Regions from separate parts of the Anser cygnoides genome. Here region 2 is linked to region 1. Evidence: chromatin contacts called from public Hi-C data. All regions are on one chromosome and are shown on one strand. Each heading gives the region's core, a stretch centred on a gene start, on an enhancer-like site or on the middle of the called end of the contact. The rest is flanking DNA. Distances are from core to core; before and after follow the strand shown.

Region 1 (4,832 bases), core at 890-3,389:
TGGGTCACTCAAAACAGTAAGATGTAGATGCAACTTGTTGCAAGTTAAAAAATAAAAAAAAAAAAAACATGAAAATTCACACTTTCCCTTGATGCTGAAAGTCCTAAAAGAAATACCTCAGTGTTAGCACAGGTGTATTGACATCTGCACACTTGGTTTGTGGATGGGAAACAGAAAAAAAAATTCTGCATATATTTCTGAAAAACAGATGGGTTGGCTTCATTGCCTTCTGGCCTCAAAGGGGTCACATCCTTTCTTGGCCCATGTGGGTGAACGAGCACTGCATTGCAGCTGAGGCGGGGGGCAGCAGACATGGGCTACGGCTGAAGTGTTGTTTTCTAGATCCCAGTTCCTCCCCTAGATCACCGACAGGTGTTTTTTATTCTGTCCCTTTAATCCATCTCCTATTGCAAACATTCCCCGAATTTAATAACTCATCTGGAAGACAATTGCTGTGATCTTGACAGAACGTGCTGAGTCAATCTATTTTAACTGCAGATTTGGTTTGCAAATAATGTCTCCTTGCCGATAAGGTTCAGGTGTCATCTTTGTGGACATTGGCAGGGATTTGCTTGACCGTGACAGCTTTTACGGAGTCTGGCAATTAAGTTGTCAAGTTGCATTTTCCTCTGACAGGCAGCATTAATTGATGATAGAGTTGGCTTCAATAAGCCCTGAGAAAGATGGATATGGTGATCAGGATGAATAGAGGTCCTTGTACTTGAGAGCTGTGTTGGTCCAAAGCTCTGGAGTCCTTGACACTTGGTGTTGTTGAGATAAGGGACAGGGCAGGAGATATCTAGGCTGAATTTCGGGGAAGTAACGAAAGCAAGATACATGAATAGAGACCTCTGTAACATCACTAGGCATCAACATAGCTGGAAATGTTGGTATCTGGGGAGACTTTAACTTTGTAGATGCACACTGCAAACTACTAATGTTAGCAGAGCTCCTGGATATGAGGAGCAAACAGAATTTTCGATTAAGTAATCCCCCAAATCATGTTATTGTGGATTTGCTTTTCAAGTGAGAAGGGTGTTGATGTCCTCCTCTTAGAAAAATAATACTGAGCTGAGCTCACTCTGTTTAAATCATGCCAAAAATAGATCTGTAAATAAGGATTTTTACTACTGAGTACAGAATATGAAAGATTAAAACTTAAAAACTTGGAAAATCTAGGATCCCAACTGAGGAGACTTGTTTTGAGACCAATCTATAGAATTGACAAAAATCTGCTTAAATAAAGGAGAAAAACATGTTCAGGACTGATCTAAGCTGTGTTACTTTAATGCTGGGCAAACCTTCAGTTGAAGCTTGAAGAAAACAAGACATGAAGTGTAAAGGAATGATTAATGTATGCTATGAATGTGCCGGAAGATAATCGTGTATGGGCTAATATCAATCTTTACAAAGTTGGCTGACTTCCTAGATAAAGGAAGTACAGTAGATCTAGTCTATCCAGACAGCAAAAGCGTTTGACCTGTTACCCCGTGGGATGGTGTCATTTAGGCTTGGCGAGGTGGGTCAGGAACGGGCAACAGGGGAGGTGGTAGTGTGTGAACAAAGGGTACCACAGGAGTTATCAGTGAACAGCCAAAAAGATGGATTTGGGACCGAACTTCATGGCTTTGTTCCTTGCCTTAATACAGAGAAAGTTGGTACATGGAGTAGATCTCTGCTGAGTTTTTTTTTAAAGGCAGAAGAACAGGATTTCTCCCAGAGAGAATGGGGTAACCTTCTGGGCTGCAAGTGCCCAGGCTCAAACTGACATGGAAGGTAGCAGTGAAGAGTGCAAAATCATGCTCCAAGGTGAAATAACGAGGGTTTTGGCTACCAGCTAGGAGCTTGGTTGAAAACTACAGCAGAGGAGAAAAACCTAATTGCATTTATTCAATCGTAGGGTAAATGAGAGCCTGCAATGTGCTGGGGCAGATCCGGGAGCGGAGGGGCCCTGGCACGCTCTCCACTTGCTGGTTCCCCTCAAGCCACACAAAAGGCCCCTTCCTGGCATACGTGCCCACGTCAATCATTAGCTAGAAATCCAGAGCTGGGTAAATACATTTTGGTTTCCCGTGCTGATGACAGATTGGGTGTTACATCATAAGGTGGGACCATTTGATATGACAGTTCGCTATATATTCCCACTTCTACCTGTGCCCTTCCTCTCCCACACCGAGAGCGAGCGGGCTGTAGTGGCACTGCTGCTGTCTGCCATGAAGACCACCGGGCTCTTTGTGAGAGCGGCTGTAGCCCTCTGCTGCTTCTTAGGTGAGTGTTTCCTGTCCTATTGCATAGGTTGCTTTAGCTGAACCAGTGGCTGGGCGATCAGCAAAAGTACTGCGGTCTTGTAATGTGCAGGACAGCCTTATTCCATGAAGGAATATTCTTCCTGAGAGTGTAGCAAATAATTAGACTGACAGATCCAGGTTTCAGCAAACCTCATGCAGATGACTGCTTTCATCTTGGTTTATAGGAGGAAATTGCTGAGGCAGCAGTCTTAGTGCATGGCAGGAGCTTGCATGTGGAACTACTGGGTACAAGGGCAGAGCAAAGCTGTTTGCAATGGCATCCGTGTCCATGTGAGCAACATAAGCGCAAACTTTAATGGCTAGAATCGCTCTGTAAACTTTACTGTGCCGTCCCCGGTAACTGAGAAGTTTGTGTCTTGGGATGGATAGTGCCGGTGATCGAAAGCCATCTTAAATGCACATCTGAGCTTCTGGAAATCAAATACAAAATCTTTTAGAAGAGGTTAAACTCAGAGTGCAGAATTGAAAATGCCTATATCACTTCCCCGTAATGTCTTAGGAACCGATTAATACATGTGGTCTCCCCCCTTCTATCTGCCATCAGAAGTGGAATGAAACTTTATTTAGTAACTTTTAATTCATCTTATGACCACTTACTAACATAATGTAAGACTACATTTTCTTAAACGCAATAAACCAATCGACAAGTCGCTGAATTTAATTGTTTCATAGGAAGATTTGCATGTCATCTCTGCACATCAATATATATGTATTTTTTTCTTTTCTCTCTCTACTTTTCTTTTAGATATTACCTTTGGAATTGAGGTGAGTTACAGATTTTTCCATTTATTCTGTTCTATTCTGAGCTTCTCGTAAAATAGGAACAGTATATAATTACCTGATGAGCAAGTGGATTAAATCTAATGAAATCCTGGCTGTTCAAATAATATTTGCCAGTGCATGATTGAATGATATTGCCGAATCATGAGAAAGTAAAACACCCCCCCATTTATACTATTTTCAGTTCATTAAGTAAAATGAAGAAAGCAAGAAGTAATTATACAATCCTATTATAATAACTCTTAAATATAATTGAGTTACTCCGAGTCAAAAGGCAGTATATTACCTCCTCAAGAGGAAAGTTGTCTTAAGACGATATGCTTGAAAGCATCAAAGACCATGATTCTGATATTTTTTTCTATATGGTAAGACCCACAGTATTGTGTTCTTTTCTATCCTTATATTGGGTTGAGGAAAACGGCGGGGTCCGCATGATGGATTTGTCTGCAGGTTCTTCCCACGCAGTTACGAGACTCCTGTAACTCACCAGAGACTGTAGCATGATTGGAAACGATCAGATTTTGAGCTGAGGGGCTATGGAGTACGGCCAGGCTCCCAGTTACCAGATGCCTTCATTAGGCACCGTCTCTCCCACAGCTGTCCTTCCTCCATGTCGTGCCTCCACCAGCCCCCAGCAGGAAGGCGTAATCAAAAACTTCTGTAGAGAAGTTTCCCTGCTCTTGACAGCTTGAGCAGGTTCAAAATGATACCTCTGGGTTTCCTCCCGGCTGGAGCTGTGGGCACTGCTGCAGGAGGTGGGAGGCTGTGTGGCTTGTCCTTTCTGGGCAGGAGCTGACCTTGGGGCTGATGTTGTGCTGCTTTCACAGGTTGACTGCAGCCAGTATTCCAGCAGCATCGGCAAGGATGGGACCCTCTGGGTGGCCTGCCCAAGGAACCTGCAGCCAGTCTGCGGCACCGATGGCTCCACGTACAGCAACGAGTGTGGGATCTGCCTCCACAACAGGTGAGCTTTGCTGGAAACCCCGCAGAAGCGGCAAGGTAGGGGACTTGGGGTAAGGGTGGCAGCTCCGTCCCCCAAAGGTGGGCTGTGCAGAGGAGCATGTGAGTTAGCACCAAGGTGTTGACACTGCCAGCCGGGAGGTGACGACTGCTCTGCACAATTCCTGACACAGGTCTACTTTCTTCTAGGGAGCACAGGACAAACGTAGAGAAGGACTATGATGGAGAGTGCAGGCCAGATCATGTTACGGTATGCACAACAGTAAGACAATGTCTTGCTCTGCTGTTGTCCATAAAGACTTAATTTTATTTAATTATTTTTTTTTTTATCTATTCCTGCTATTTTTACAGATTGATTGCACCAAATACAGACAAACTGCAAAAGGTGGTAGTGTCCTGGTAGCCTGCCCAAGGATTCTGCAACCAGTCTGTGGCTCAGATAGCTTCACTTATGACAACGAATGTGGGATTTGCGCCTATAACGCGTAAGTCTTTTCTGCAGAACATCCTTCTGGATAATTAGCAATAGCTAAGGCTCTTGGAAACACTTCTGTAAAACACCAGGCTTTCTTAAGACAGGTGTCTCGGTGAATCACTTTGAAGCTGGCTGCTTGTAATTCTCCAGCCAACTTCAGTTTTCTTCCCCATTCTCTCTCTGTGCTCATGAGGGGGATCACAAAAGAGCCAGAGCAGAACCATGAACAGATCAAACTGTTGCTCCTAATACCATGTGATATGGAAATACCATGCATTTTCTGCTCAGCAAGTGGTTGCTACTATCCG
Region 2 (5,164 bases), core at 654-3,153, 290 kb before region 1:
CTTGCTCTCCTGCGCACACAGAACCACAGAATGGCTGAGGTTGGAAGGCACCTCGGGAGTTCATCTTGCTCAGCGTTCTTGTTACAAGAAAGAACGCTAAGGCATTTGAGAAAACAAAATAATCTGAGACACTGAGATGCGAAGTTGGAAATTTGACTGTTCCATGGTGCTGCACTGTCCTCCCATTGACTGGACAGCCTTCCTGCTTCACGTTACTTCTTTGTCATCCTAGCGAACCGCTCTAGGGAGAGGGGCTGCCTGTCCTGGCTTGTATGGGCTGAGAACAAGGTTAACCACGGGGCTGCCAGCACTGGATCAGCCAGCCTTCTGCTCTCCACAAGGTGTGAGCCACGCAACACAAACACCACTATCAGCTGGGTCATCGGCAACACGATGCTGGCCGAGCAGGCAGCAGCAGTCATTTCTAAGCCTAACACTATGTGCGAAGGCATCCTCCTTTATCCCCCCCTCCACCCCCACTACAAATGTTTGAGGGTTAGGGATTAAAGCTGAAGCAATCATAAGAGTAGAATCTGTTTCCCAAATGAGTCGCGGGGCAGACAGATGGCAGGGTGGAATGTGCTCCTCTCGCTGACCAACAGGCTCCAGCCACCGGCTGAAGAAACCGAAATAAGTAAAAACAGAGTTGTGCCAGAAAGAGTCCAGTTAGTTATGAACCCTGGAAATAGTTGTAATGAAATTAAATGTCATGCAGGTGCAATGATATTCCTGGCTTTTTATTCATGAATTTGCTGCTCCTATTTACTTTACCCTGTTTTATTCACGTAATTCACAGGGAGACTTTCAGTAAGAGGCAGTGTGAGTTCCTTTAAGTGAATAAGGCAATGGGAACCATACTCACCGGGACGAGGCACAGCCACAGGAGCACAGAGCCCTTCCCAGGGCTGCCTTCTTCCTTCACTCTCACACAAGCGCATGGGCTGCCTGGCAGCATTTAGCTGAGACCCACCGTGACGGACCTGGAAGGCTGGGCGCGTTGCCTCACCTGCTTATTAGCGTCCACCTTCATCCTCTTGCCGGGCGCCAGCTCGTCCTCGCCGTGGATGGACAGGTACCGCCGCACCTTGTTGGCGTGCTTCTTGCTCTGCGGGGCAGAAAGCGGCTGGGGCAGCCTGGTACGGCCCGGTACAGCAGGGCACGGCCCGGTACTGCCCGGCATGGCCCAGTACAGCCTGTTACATAGGGATAGGGCCCGGTACGGCCCAGTACAGCGGGACACGGCCTAGCACGGTCCGTTATGGCCCGGTACGGCCCAACACATAGGGGTATGGCCCGTTATGGCCCGGTACAGCGGGACACGGCCCGGAACGGCCCGGTACGTCCCGCCCGGTGCCGTGGCTCACCTGGTAGTGCGCCAGCCGCTGAGACTCGGAGATGAGCAGCGCGCTGCACACCTTGCACTGCGCCTCGGTGAAGATGTGCCCGTTCTCCCGGATCAGCCGCTCCACTGCCGGCACACAACCGCGGTCAGCCCGCTCACGGCCGGGGCCGGGCCCCGTTCCCGGCCCCGTCCCGGTTCCCCTCGCCGCCCCCGGTTCCCCTCACCTGCCTCCCTGCCCACCGGCAGCGCCGCGGCGTCCCCGTTGCTACCCGCCCCGTCCGCCATCTTGGCCGCCGCCGCCGCCACAGCAGCTCTCGCGAGATCTCCGCGCGCCTAGCAACGGCGCGGGGGGGGGAGGAGGCTTCCTGCGCCGTCACGTGCTGGCGGAGGGAGGCCGCGGCGGCCATGTTGGTTGTGGGCAGCGGAGGGAGGCGGGCCGGTGTCGGCCGCGCGGGGGCTGAGCGGCGCCATGGAGCGGTGCAGGCGGCGGGGCGAGGAGCGGGAGCGGCGTTTAAAGCGTCCTGCGGCGGCGCGGGGAGCGCGGAATGAAGTCACGCCGCGCCCTGATGTTTATTTCCAGTTAAAATCAGTCACGAGAAGCCGTGGGGCGCACCAGCGGCCCTTGAGGGGCTCCGAGAGGCGGCTGCCCCTCGTCCCCGCCATCTTCTCGGTCCCCTGCGTCCCCTGCCTCCCGCTCCCCTCGGTCCCCCTCTACCAGCCCCGCCGCCGCCGCCCTCACACGACATGGCGCCGCCCGCCTCACCTCATCTCCCCTCCCGGCCACGTGACGCGACGCCGCCGTCGCCATCTTGGTTGAGGGCAATGAGGCCTCCGCCGCCAACTTGAGTGCGGGTAAGAGACCCGCTGAGCGGGGTCGGCCCGGCCCGGGGGGGGGGGCGGTCAGCGGGGCCGGGGGGGGTTGGGGGTGTCCGGGCCCGGTGTGCGGCCGTGCCCCGACGAGGGGCCGCTGCGGACCCGGGGCTGCCCCGCCGGCAGGCCGCAGCCCCGCGGGGTGCCCACGGGGCCGTGCCCCAGCGCTTTCCCCCGAGGAGGGGTCCCGGTGCCGCCCCCCCCCCCCCGGCCCTGCAGCGCTGCTGGGGCCGGCTCCTGCCCCCCCCCCCCCCCCCCCCCCGGGCTGCCTCCATGCCATCCCCAGCGCTGCCCCCCCTCGGTTTATTTTTTCTATAACCGACCCCATCCCCGCCTACGCCCCAGTTCCTCCCCGGGGGGGCCCTTTTTGGGCAGCCCCCACCCAGCTCCTCACAGCCCCGCCACGTCCCTGCAGCGCCCGCCGTGCCCGAGGGCCCTGCGATGGCACCTGTGGGCGAGGGGACGGGGGGCCTGGGCGGGTGGCGGGGTGCTGCGGGGTGACGGGTGCCGTGGGGTGGCGGGGTGCTGCGGGGAGGGTTCTGCTCCCCCCCCCCCACGCCTCCCCTTGGAGAAAGGCGCTGCCCACGGGGCTGGCGCGGGCTCGCTTTGGGTAGCTGAGCAGTCAGCATCTCCCGCGGAGCTTGGCAGCGGTCGGCCTTGGCCTTCCGCCGCCTTCCTTCTACGAAGAGCCCGTTTCTGCGAACGGATAAATCCCGTAAACAACCCCCGTGTCCCCCCCACCGGGGTGCTGTGGACCGTGGTGTCCTGACCGTCAGCCGCTCCCGGCGCGGCGGGGGCGAGCGGAGGGGCCGGGGCTGGCGTTCGCAGGGACCGTGCGGCGCTGACCCGTGCGAGCGGGGCTCTTGCTGCCCGCGAGCATCGTGCCTCTTCCCGGGGAGGCGGGGGGGTTGTTTACGAAGCGACAGCCTGTGTCTCGAGCGGCTCAGAAAACTCATCCGGGGATGAGAGTCATTCATTTTTTGGCTTCGTTTTCAAGCATTTTTCAAGCTGTCACAGCTTGGCAGGTCTGTAGCTGCAGTGTCAAGATTTAGAATTATTCTGTCGGTAATTGCTTTCTGATTCATCAAAATGATAGATGAGAGGGAAAATGACAAATAATCACAAGTTGGGGATCTTCAAGGATATCCCTAAAAATGCGACCGGAGAAGCGCGGCGTGTGTGAGGCCCTTGTCAGGAGGTCACCTTTGCTGTCAGAGCGTTTACAAAGAAATTCTCTCGAATTCAAAGTTGTAAAAAGAGAAAAATTGCGAAAGGAATCCGCGAGCCGAACTGCAAAGGTAGGTTTAGGTAGTGCAGGCCGGCCTTTTTCGCTGAACCTGAGAGCAGACATCCCCTCCGCAGGTACTTGGGCAGAGCGCTAAAAGCAAAACACAGCTTGTGCGCCTGGCTCCCTTACCTGGGGAAGGGGGGCGTGCTGCGAGGCTTGTTCCCTTCCCGTACCGATATCAGCTCGTCTAATAAAAGCTATTACTGCTCTCCTACTCACAGCCTCAGACTAGCGCAGCTACAAGTGATCTCTTACTTGTCTTGTTCCCTTAGTTACGTTTACAGAGACTCTTTTTGCCATGAGTCCCTTCATTTTCAGAAGCCTTGTGGGAGTTGTGTGGTTACATCTCTTACATTTTTTTTCTTCTCTTCTTTAAATGTTGGAGGTAGGTGACTCATCATAACTCCAGCTGATATTTCTCAGCGATCTCTTATTTAGCACAGTGCATCAGGCAGAAGATCTATCGCATAGAGGGGAGCTGTGATACCAGAGTGGATTTAAAAAAAACAATAATAATAAAAAAAAAAACGTGGCAGTTGCTTGTTGCTGTTTGCTTTTGTTTAAGTGGTTTACAGGCTTTCTCTCCAAAAATAGTGACCCTGCCTAGGCTCACGTACTGGGGACCAGACATCGTGCCAGAAAAGGCTGCCTGCGGATGTGTCTCTCTGCTGATAAAGGAGTGCTCTCCACCTAGGTGGACTCCCTTCGTGGGGGCAGTTCTCAGCAGCTGGGTGGGAGGCTTGGTTCATCTCTCTGGGCAGAGGGACAAGAAACCGTGTGGAGCAAAAGATTAAAAAAAAAAAAAAAAAAAAAAAAATGGAGAAAGTATAATAAGGATTTTCCGACAAAAGCCAAAGTTCAGCTCAGCTGGAGCAAAACAGCTTTGTTTTGCAAGAGATGATGCTTTTCTAAAGAGCAGTGCTTGTTTTTATTTCCCCTTTGTAAGCACAAACATTTCTGGGCTGCAGCGATGGTCGCCGTCACTTCTGGAGCCACGCGTGCGATTTGTACGAGATTCTGTCTTTAGAGGGCTCAGCAAGCCTTCGGTGCCAGTCCTTGCTCACCAGGACAATCATCTTTTGTCTCTACGCATGTGTGTGCTTGGATTTGCAGAGAAAGGGAGACAGAGAGGTTAAGGGAGCCGTGGCGAGCTGCAGAAAACACAGCGGCAGTGCGTGTGCTCCTCTTGCTCTTAGCTTGCTGCCTCTGACAGTAGATGGAGGAGCACACCGCTGTTCTCGGTGCTAATGTGGGTTTTGGACTTCTTGCTTCCTGGTGTTCCTACACGCAGCGCTGGCTGCAGCTTGCGGTGTTACAGGAGAGGGTTTGGCTCCGTACTGGGTAACGCAGGGTCTTTTGTTGCGCCTTGTCTTACTCTTATTTTAGCTCTGAGCAGCGCATCTGAGCTATTTCAGTGATCGCGAAGGAAGGCAGAACGATCCCGGGAAGGACACTGGGCTGGGAACCGGCCAGCTCGAATTGCCTCTCCAGCTCTGCCTTGTCTGGGGTGCAACAAGGGGCTCGCTGTGAAACCGCTCTGTGGCCGTTCCGTTCCTTCTAGCTCGGGCAGAGCTGCCGGTGCTGAGCCTGCCGGTGCTCAGCCTGCCGGTGCTCAGCCTGCTTCCTCGGGCTCTTTCAGAGCACGGTTCGGGAAGCGCTGAATG

The links. A called contact is a pair of places that touch in the nucleus more often than the background predicts.
Region 2: a contact with region 1 is called in a Hi-C map of liver, with 2.5 times the contacts expected there. The contact joins the promoter of ZNF346 here to the promoter of LOC106032875 in region 1. A contact is called at or near these places in 2 of 7 Hi-C or Micro-C datasets (both in liver).

Annotation. Positions count from the first base shown.
Region 1 is chr14:9,002,342-9,007,173 of Taihu_goose_T2T_genome, reverse strand. It overlaps LOC106032875 (ovoinhibitor-like), which reads left to right and starts at 2,139. Exons shown (of 25, transcript XM_013176081.3): 1 at 2,139-2,268; 2 at 3,055-3,074; 3 at 3,917-4,053; 4 at 4,239-4,299; 5 at 4,401-4,534. The coding sequence starts at 2,214.
Region 2 is chr14:9,293,435-9,298,598 of Taihu_goose_T2T_genome, reverse strand. ZNF346 (zinc finger protein 346) reads right to left here and starts at 1,903. Exons shown (of 6, transcript XM_067005407.1): 1 at 1,567-1,903; 2 at 1,007-1,105; 3 at 1-6. The coding sequence starts at 1,749. UIMC1 (ubiquitin interaction motif containing 1) reads left to right here and starts at 2,051. Exons shown (of 13, transcript XM_067005403.1): 1 at 2,051-2,194.